Linked DNA regions of Oryza sativa: region 2 is linked to region 1. Evidence: chromatin contacts called from public HiCAR-type data. All regions are on one chromosome and are shown on one strand. Each heading gives the region's core, a stretch centred on a gene start, on an enhancer-like site or on the middle of the called end of the contact. The rest is flanking DNA. Distances are from core to core; before and after follow the strand shown.

Region 1 (5,388 bases), core at 1,067-3,566:
GTCAAACATGCTGAGGCTAACAATGAGCAGCAGATACCAGTTCCATAGCTGGTTCACATACTCAATGCTTCTGTTGTTCCTCTTTACAGCTGGCTTTTGGGTAATTAAGCTAATTGCAGGCACTAACCTAAAGCGTTGTTCTTTGGACTTCTGTTCATGCCATTGCGATAATAATTTTTTTTCTAATTTAACCTTCTCTGTGTCACAGATGGCGAGATTGAATGAAGGCCTGTCTCTTTTTGATGCAATACTGATTGTTCCAATGTTTCAGATTGCTTGGACCTTTTTTTCTATTTGCACAGGATTTGTGTACTTTCAAGAATATCAAGTGAGTTTCTGTTTGTAAATATTATCGTAAGCATGAGAATCTTGTGTTGCTCATGATAAACTAAGGGTTTTGGATTGCCTTCATTAGGTATTTGATACCCTGAGGATAGTGATGTTTGTATTGGGCATGACATCTGTCTTTATAGGCATCTCCTTACTGGCACCCGACGACAGTAAAGGTTTGTGAAGTTCACTGCCGTGTGCTTTTACAGAAATATACATGACTTTAACTTGAGAATTCTTGGCAGTTGACACCAAAGATGGTTCTAGTGCCACCCAGGAACCTGCAATTGATGCAAACAGGTCTTGTTGAAATCTATTCTTTGCATTAAGATGCATCAAGTTTCAACCTGTATAGTGCAGAAATGTTTTGCCTGTCGCCTAAAACACATGTATCATTTCAGGCCTGGAAAGATGCAGACGGAGGAGACAGAAGTTGATGGTACTAACTCCTTCACAAGTTCAGTAAAAGTAAAAGCAAAACGCATACTGTCCAAGGCAAAGGTGATTTGTTTTTCTTGATAGAACTGATTCAAAATTTTGTACCTGTATTTGACTCTCATCTCATGTGATCTTCCTTGCAGTCGGCTTGCTCCATGTCACTTGGCCTTGGGGAGGAGACCATCAGCGCTTCATCGGTGCTTGCGATGCCGATGGTCTCCTCACGAACAACAGGGTTCAGAGGAATCGCAACCGACCGATCAAAGTACATTCCTTTGCGGTCGACCGATTGGGACAATCTATAGTTGACGATGATTTGAATTACAGGTATACAAGCCAAATGTCTTACTTGGATGTTGCCAAGCGGATGCCAGTAAATTTTTGTTGCTTCCGGAAGGCAACTGTTTATTCCACCCCTATAGCTTAGCTGTAACATGAGTGTATAGTTCGATAAAACTTCCCTTGAAACACTGTCCATACCCAGGTTGTTGTATTTCTTCGAAACAGGTGCCTACAATACTTGTATAAACACGCCACACATGTTAGAACAAACTTCAATGATTCAATTCACTCTTCCCATTGGTGTCCCAAGCAACTTTCACCCTGTTTTTTTTTTTAATCCTGCATCCTTCCCAAATTATATGCAGCCTCTTTTTGTGGAGATATCTTCATGTCATCTCGTGGAAAAGCTTCAGTAATGACAGCGAAAGACGTAGCCTTTCAAGGCAGAAATTTGCTGGCATGAAGCGAGCGTATAGTTATATAACTTGTCTGACCTGTCAATGCAAACCTATATGCTATTATTAATGACTGGTACAGCTACCGCTCTCCTGACGCCGAAGAAACGAACAGTAGCTAATTACTCCAATTGTAAAGTCACTGAGGAAAGACGGCGATGTGTGTCGATTAGTTGGCCAAATTAATCGTTGGCGATGGGTATATCACCACGTATAGTCCATAGTCTATACGGTATTAAAAAAATCTTTTTTTTCTTCGAGTACTAGTAAACGATTAATCGCACGACCGTGTCATTGTGCAGTTTTTTCCACGATACTGCGCGGAACGGCACTGTCTCTATCGATCGATGGCCATTTTTTTCCTGCAGGCTCATGAATCCGTGGTCCTGGAGGTAGGGAACACACGTATAACTTTCTGACAGTCACACACTGCGGGAGAGGAAAGTCACCGGGTTCACAAATGCTACCTGTCACTGATCATCGCTAGTTCCTCAGCCTCTTGAAATTCACAGAATTTTGCTCAAATTTTAATTTTTGGTTTACATCCCCCCGTGACACGTACGCGCACCAAACCCCAATTGCAGTGGCTCCCCGCTGATTGGGTTGGGTCGGGTTAGCTTTGGTTTCAATGCTGACCGTGTCAAGAGCCGAGCGCGCGAGCAACCACCACCTCCACATCGCTTCACGTAGACACGTCCACCTTCCGGTCGTCTTCCCTCCCTCGCGCGGCCACCGCGTCATCGTTCGCAGTCAGCTCGGTCGGTCGAGTTCTCCCTTCTTAACCTCACTCGTTCTGGATCTTCTCCTCTCGTTCTCCCCTCTTCTGCTCCGTACGTACGTGTTGGGTGCGCGCGCGTTGTACTGGAGGAGCTGAGGAAGCGATTGATCGATGGATCATCGGTGGTGGCCGCGGCGGCGGCCGGAGCCGGCGGCCATCGACATCACGTGGGTCTCGTGCAGGGGCGTCAGGTCGTCCGTCCCCTTCCACACGCCCTGCCTCTACGCCTCCATCTACCTGCACCACCCGTCGCCGTCGCCTTCGTCGTGCGGGCGCCGCCGCCCGCACCGCGTCAAGACCGCCACGGACCGCGCCGGCGGCGGGAACCCGGAGTGGGACGCGCCGCTGCGGCTCTACCTCCCCTCCTCCTCCTCGTCGTCGCCGGCGACGTCGAGCGACAACAAGGACGAGGTTCTCTTGCGGTTCGAGCTCAAGTCGGAGGTGGCCGTGCTCGGGGACGTGCTGTCCGCGACCGCCGCCGTGCCGGTGTCCGAGCTCGTGGCGGACGGCGCGACGCGGCGCGTGTCGTACCAGCTCGCCGGGCCCGACGGGAAGCACCCCAACGGCGTCATCTCCTTCTCCTACGCCGTCCACGCCGCCGCCGCCGCCGACACGTCGTCGTCATCACCCAGCAGCGACGCCGACGACGACCGGAGGAGCACCACCACCACCACCACCAGCGGCAGCGAGTGCGACGAATACTCCATCACTCCACCTCGCTCAGCCGCATCCAGAGCGATCACTCTCCCTCCGCCGCCGCCGTCGTCGACGATGTACCCGGCAATAGACTGGCCGCCGACTGAGCAACTCATCCCCATGCTACTCTACCCGCCGGCGAAGCCTCATACTACGGCCATTGTCAAGGGCTCGACGTGCTACCCTCCTCCGCCACCGCCGTCGTCGACTCCTCCGGTGGAGCCCGTCGCGGTATTCCCGCCGCCGCCGTCGCCGGCGTGCGGCGTGTACTACCCGCCACCGACAGTGAGGGAGCCGGTCATCAACAGAAGCGGGATGTACCCGAAGGTAGACCTTGATATTCCGGTGAGTTGCTACCCGCCGCCGCCGACGGCGGCGACGATGTACGGCGGGGGATGCGGGTACGCGGCGGCGCCGGAGTGGGACGGCCGGTGGTTGCACGGTTGAATATATAGCACGTGCGTCATCGTCGTTGCTGCGCGCGGGTTCGATCGTTTCTTCATTTGTGCCGCGCGCCCTCTGCCTCGTTTTTTTAAATTATTTTTGTGTTTTAAATTTGTTTGTTTGCTTAAAGGTGTGTGTTCACGCTAAAATTAGAAGTTTGATTGAAATTGAAACAATGTGACGGAAAAGTTGGAAGTTTGTGTGTGTAGGAAAGTTTAATGTGATGAAAAAGTTAAAAGTTTGAAGAAAAAATTGGGAACTAAACCAGACCTAAGTTTAAGTTTTGGGCATAGGCGGAGAATGTGGGCGGCCTGTAGTTCTTCTTTGCTGCTTCAATATACCCTTCCTACTGTATTTTGTAATTTTTTGAGAAAATATACTGTGCTACTCGTTGGAGTTCTATGAATTACAGGAGCTTATTACTTTATTACTTTAGCCTATATAAACAATCATCTTTACTCGAATTACAAATTAATTAATCTACTGGCCTACACTAGAAGCCATTGAAATTGATTCCTTGTTTTTCTTCTTTTCTTTTTCTCCTTCTTCGGCTTTGCTTCTCTTCTTCTCGCTAGATCGAGCGCCGGTAATTGAGATAGCGTTATTAACCTCTTCCAGTGCAATTACAGATCGGTATCTATTAGGGTTTAGGGTTTTGGCCGAGAGATTAGAGCATCATTGGTACGGCTCGGGAGCTTATCTCCTATTAATACTCAAAATCAGTTTTAACCGATCACAAAAACTAATTTCTCTCTCATCTCTTTAAATTAGACTCGTGGGCTCATCCAATAAAATCAACCAACACTACTATAATCTGTTTTCACTCGGGAAAAATAAAAAATGGAATTGCTAACCTTCATGCAACAAAAATTTAGGAGGATTTTTATTGAATGTTTGACCATTGAATACGTGTCAAGATTGGCATCCACAATAAGGCGGCAGTGGTCCTATTCTGGGTTAAGGTCAGGCTAGGAGGGGGTGAGGGGAGGAGGAAGAAGGGGGTTTCCCTGACAATTAGAAGGATGGTCATGGGCGGCTTAGGATTGGCAGTGAGCGGTGGACTAGCTAGGGTGGGCGCTCATGCAGTGGCTGCAGCATAAAACAAAGTGACTAGTTAGGAGGCAGTGATCGATGGTGGTGAATCCAATAATGGTAGGCGGACAATATCGAAGACGGGGAAGATGACAAGGTGAGGGCCCCTCACTATCGTCGGCTTGAGGAGGAGAAGATGACTGGGGGTGGGAAAGTCCGGTCAGGGAGACCTCGCCGACATTGTTGGCCGGCACCTTTCAGCTAGCTGGTGAGGCTGAGTGGCGGCAAGCTGGGAAGGTGACGGTGGAGTATTGAGTGCTCGAGCATGGTGGCGGATTCAAGTATATAGGATGGCAGCGCTGAGAGTAAGGACGGAGGGGTTAAGATTATGGATGTGTGCACGAATCTTAAAAAGCAATCCAACAATCCAAAAATCACATAATTCTAGGCAGTATTCCTAATCAATTGGTACTTGGTATATAGATAGACCTAAACATAAAACACAGACACATGTAGGCGATACTCGATCATGCAGCCTCTCTACTGTGGGCGCATACATCTCCCACAGAGTTATCGTAAGTTTTATATACTGCATCTATTTTATTTAGATAGATGACATTATTGACTTTCTAAGTACATATAACATTTGACCATTGTCTAATTCAAAAAAATCTATTGTGATTATAGAAAAATATAAATCATTTTTAAAGTTTTTATAATGAAAAAATAAGTCACAACAAAATAAATAAATGATACTCTTTTTAAGGTAAATGGTCAAATGTCATGCTAAAAGTAAAAAACGACAAAATCTAGGAGCATAAAAACAAAGGGTGTGGTTACATATTCACTAAAATTATATTGTAATTATGTTTAGAATTTTTTTTGGAATTTCATCGAATATTAAATATGTATTTCCTAAATTAAATATTTTGA
Region 2 (5,388 bases), core at 2,067-4,566, 250 kb after region 1:
ACAACATAAAAAAGAATCTCCTAAAATTTATTTATCATTGTCACGCAATAAATAGTGGCATTACAATATTTTTTTAATAAATAAGTATGCTGAGTTCTCTTTTTCAGAAAAAAATAAACAAATTTTGAAAAGGTTCGGGGGGAAAAAAGAACACCATTAAAAAGTGGACAGGTGGCCTCGGTTTGGGTTGGTGCTTGGTGGTCATGTCTCGCTCAACTTGGGTGGTCATGAATCATGTCACGGTGCCCTTGCCATTTTGCAAGTGCTTCCTGATCGACCTGACGGTGAGGCCACTTCATTGATTCATCGGTTGCGCTTGCACGCACCCACGCGTATCTATCCGAGCAACCAGGGCATCACACCCCATCAACCTAACATTCGCAGCCATAATTAAAAAAAGTTAAACACTTTCTGGAAAGAAAAAAAAAAGGGTGAGTTACAGAGGCATAGAACAGAGGGAACATATCCTATGCACACAAACTTTCCGTGCACACTTCGTGCACACCAACTAACAAATGCTACGAAAAATTCTACCAGAAATACACATAACCTTCCTGTGCACACCAACTAAAAAATACCACGAAAAATTTTAGCAGAAGTTGAACATTTACTCATATTAGTATTACACATATCTACAAAGTCTCATATTTAAATTTATTATACTTTAGCCTAAAAAAAGGTGAAAATCTGACAGTCTTAAGGGTAAAAATATGTCAGAATCTTGTCTTTTTTATTATGGCTAAAATATAATGAATTTGAAGATAAAATTTCACATGTAGGTTTAATACTATTTGAAGTATGTGTACAATTTTTTTTAAAATTTTTTGTGATATTTATTAGTTGATGTGCACGGAGTATTCATAGGAAGCTTGTGTGCATAGTATATATTCCCTATAGCAAATAGGTTGCCTGTAAAAATATCACACTCACAGAACATTAGATAATTAGCTGAAGAAGAGAAATGACGAGCCACCCTTCGTATAGATAACAACCTCTATATAAATTCTAAGGTAAGTTCAAAGAGAGAGCGAGATAGTACGAGAGTGAATTAACAAAAGATAAAATCACTTAGGTTCGTGTATTAGAGATAATATGTTGTTACTTTCTCCATCCAAAAGTCTTATCCTATTTTATTTGTTGCATTGTTTTTATTTAATGAGAGGGACATATTTTTTAGTCATTATACATCTAATACTTAAATGAATGGATCGTCTTTTCATTTTACCGCCCAAGTAATCATCTTAGAGCAAGTTTGATAGTATATCTAACTACTCCAAATCATCTATAGTTAATCTAATAGACTATTCATACAAAAGTTACTACAAATATATACTACGCCATTATATAATTGGTTCCATCTCTCATACAAACACAACATCTTAAAATCCGTACTGCAGCTGAGTGTAAATTTGCAACACACTTTTTTTCTCTCTCATCTCTTTTTTTTTCTGCATATGCTTATAGCTAGCTTATAGTATGCTATTGTACTTGCTCTTAATATATTTATTGGTTTGTATGTATGCCTATAATTTATTAGTCTTTGTTATATGAGGGATGAGGTAAGATAAAAGAAATAGTATAACTTAGACTTTAGCATGAAGGGAGTACCTATTAACTAATGAACAGTAGATGGTATGACTGAAATAGAAGAGAAAATTCCTTGTTTACCTTAAAAGTTCATCCAATCTCTTCTATACCCATGAGATTTGCTCATTCTTTTTCATACCCCTAAATTTCAGTTTGGATCCATTCTATACCTCTTCCGTTAGTTGACCGTTAAATTCCTACCATAAATTCCATTTTGCCCTTTGGTATTGAGAAAATATAAATTTATGATTTATATTGATGGAGTATAAAAATTTATTATATACAACTATTATGAGTTTATTTTGTGAGATATTATTTACAAAAATAATTTTTATCTTGTATGAAAAAAATAAATTATCATAAATAATATCTTGCATAACAAAGTCATAAATAATATTTATGATAATTTATTTTTATATATGACATAAAAATAATTTTTTATTATTTATTTCGAACATAAATAGATTTATCTTATAAAAATATTGTACTACTGTAACAAAATATGCTATATATACAGTTTTTAATGGTAAAAAATATATTATATTTGTTATTTCTAAAAATAAACTTTGTCATAGATATTTTTTTTTGTTTTTCCTTCACGGAGGCGAAACTAAAATATTATTTTTGTTAAATAATATCCCACAAAATAAACTCATAAATAAAATAGTCGCATACAATAAATTTATACACTCAATCAATATACTTTATAAAATTATATTTTCTTGATACCAAATGGAAAAATGGATATTATTGTAGGAATTTAACGGTCAACTAACGAAAAGGGTATAGAAGGGGTCAAAACTGAAATTTAGAAGTATGGAAGGGAACGAGCAAATCTCAGAAGAATAGAAAAGATTAGGTAAACTTTCAGGGTACACATGCAATTTTCTTGAAATAAAAACTAGTAGAAGTAATTAACTAAACCAAAATAATAATCCACAGGTTTCAATGTTAATATCTTCTTTCTATAAAGCTAATACCCACTAAATACCTAAATCTCAACATGCAATCATTGTATTTATTAGTACTTCTAAAACCTACACGCAAGCATGCCACGTCAATCCAGTAAACACGTAAAGCTCAACATGTAAGTATATAGTAATTATATTTATAATTTATTTTATTCTAAAATTAAACATACACATGCTAAATAACCATTCTCAAATCATTTTTATAATATTTCAATCTAAATGATTTCATCATTTCTCCATTATACAATATATATCTCGCAGCAAAGCGTGAGACATTATTTAGTTCATATGGTATGACTGAAACAAAAAGTAGGAGTAGTATAGTTACTAAACCAAAATAATAATCCACAGGTTTCAGTGTTAATTTAGGTAAGTATCACTGTATCATCAGCCGCTGTTAGTATCTGACGAGATGTCATCATCAAATTCAAAAGCAAAGGGGAACAACAAATACAGTAGAAAATTAATCTTTTCTCCGACGAAAAACCAACCCAAATCAAGAAAAATTCGTAGCAAAATCTCCTTGATGCTACCACTACTACTATTTGCCGGTCTAAGCTAAGCTTTCTCTCAGTCAGTCTACAATTATTATTATACTACTATATCAAATCCAAGACTGCTTTTTGTCTAATCTTCTTTTTCTTTGGTCAACCAAGGGCATGGGGGCCCCACTATATCTTTCCATTAGGCTAAAGTTATAAAAGAAGCAGCAGCAGCTATAACTATAAAATCTCCCTCCATTTTTAGTCTACCTTTCATAGAGGAACAACGAAGGATCAAGAGAGAGAGAGAGAGGCGAAATCAAGGCCCTTTTCTTTTCTTGCGATTTCCACCATCGCCGCCCAAAGCAAAAGATTAGATAAGCTTAATCCCCACAAAATTATAAGGATTGTTAGACAGGAGGAGTAATCGATCAGAGAGGGGAGAGGGAAGAGAGATCGATCGATGAAGTCGCCGTTGCTGAGGCTGAAGGGCTTCGGCCACCACCAGCAGCACAGGGAGAGGAAGTCGCGGCAGCCGCAGCCGCAGCCGACGCCGGCCAAGCTCGACGAGCTCGCCGACGCCGCCCAGGTGCGCGAGTCCATCGACTTATTGATTAATTGATTGATTTATTGATTTCTTCCTCTCCTCCTCCCATCTATCTCCTGTTTTTTTTTTTTTTTTGGGATTTCTGTGATCAAATCGGCGTCAAAATCGGATCTTGGGAGGAGCCCTATGCGAAATTGCGATTTTTAGCCACCCCCCGCGTTGTTTTCCAGGTGGAGTGCGCTGTTCTTTGGTTGGTGCACTCGTTTATTGATTAGGTGTGGATGCTCAAAATGATTTTACTACTAGTAGTATTTTGGTTATTCAATGCGGCTGGAGGAACAGAGCTCGAACTGTTTAAATAGAAATTGATCCATCAATTTTCGTTTTTAATTATTTTCTGATGGTCATTGGTGGTCGTTTAGAATAATCAAAGCTTTGAACTTGCCCCGTGTTGATTCAAGCGTGCAGAAGGACTAAACTTTTATTTAATCCAAACCAGGGTGTGAATAACCGCCGGAAACCGCGCGGTTACCGCGGTTACCGCCCGTACCGCGGGGGTACGGTTACCCGTACCGCGCGGTACGGTTTAATAAAATTCATCCAAATTTAAAAATTTAAAAAAAAAGAAAAAAATCAAAAAAAATAGTGAAGGTAGTGCTTGATTTATAGTGTTTTATGGTGAAGAAATTTCTCAAAAAAGAGTAATATTTATTCAAATTTGAGAGCAAAACGGAGAATAAATTTGAAAATTGGAAAAAGAAAAAAAAATGGGCCGGCCCGTTACTGTGCAACCCATTACACATCGCGCGGTAACCGCGCCAAACCGCGTGGTTACCGCGTCAAACCGTGCGGTAACCGCGCCAAACCGCGCGGTTTGCCCGAATTTTTGAATTCAAATTTCGATTTGTAAATTTGTCGCGGTTTTGCGCGGTTACCGCGGTTACCGCCGGTAACCGCCGTACCGCCGGGTGGCGGTAACCGGGCCCCCGGCGGTTTTTGAAACCCTGATCCAAACAGTAGGAGCCTCGTTTAAATTAGTATATCGGATGTTCAAAGTAGAGTAGTTGTTAGGCTAACCTCCACGAAAACGACGTGCAACTTCTCTGCAATTTTGCCCTTTACGTGTTTGCCCGGGAGCCATTCTGCTCGCGGGTCATGTCTGGTCAAAGTCTACGATAGGAGAGGACGACGCGTCCATCGGAGAAAGTTGCTGCGAAGATAGCAATCGATTATATTTAATATAATCTCGGTCAGCTGTTCGACGTAATCTTGACTGGAACTCTGGATAAAGTATGAACGCTTATCCAAGAACACGCACGAGATATTCCGTTCCGATTCCGCGTCGGTCTCTGGTGCTGAATTGGGAGTTGAACCATGAACAGAGAGGAGTTTCTGAAGTACGCCAGCTTAGTTGCAATTTCTGACTTTCCACCAATTATTGGACAGAGTGACAGGCAATGCAACTAATCTTGATATCTTTTGTGCCATCTGAATGATGACACTGAGAAGCACTTGCAATGTAATGCGCCATTAAGCTGGAGAAGTTGTTCTCAACAGCCTACTGCTACTGTTGGTCAATGACAGTGATATGACAGAAACTGTTTTTCCCTTTACTTCGCCTTATCAGATATATGTCTAAGAGGACTGTGTGATCCATGTTTTACTGGGCAGCTTATAATTTATTCTGCTTTCTAATGGGTTCAGCTTGCTGTATTTGGTACTTCTACCCTTTCTTAGGATTGTGGCTGCCTACAATTTATTGCTGGCCAGCAATTAAATAGTACTAGTCTATTGGTAATGG

What was found. HiCAR-type assays count read pairs that join an accessible place to other places.
Region 2: a HiCAR-type map of leaf shows a contact between it and region 1, with 3 times the contacts expected there. The contact joins the promoter of LOC4329474 here to the promoter of LOC4329483 in region 1. A contact is called at or near these places in 1 of 15 Hi-C or Micro-C datasets (leaf) and 1 of 4 datasets of contacts at active chromatin or transcription factors (leaf).

The regions. Positions count from the first base shown.
Region 1 is chr2:19,300,143-19,305,530 of ASM3414082v1, reverse strand. LOC4329483 (formin-like protein 7) reads left to right here and starts at 2,316. Exons shown (of 1, transcript XM_015771611.3): 1 at 2,316-3,829. The coding sequence starts at 2,395. The coding sequence ends at 3,426. LOC4329484 (probable magnesium transporter NIPA8) reads left to right here. Exons shown (of 13, transcript XM_066307590.1): 8 at 1-100; 9 at 209-328; 10 at 416-506; 11 at 576-630; 12 at 732-831; 13 at 912-1,359. The coding sequence ends at 1,073.
Region 2 is chr2:19,047,834-19,053,221 of ASM3414082v1, reverse strand. LOC4329474 reads left to right here and starts at 3,316. Exons shown (of 11, transcript XM_015772263.3): 1 at 3,316-3,629.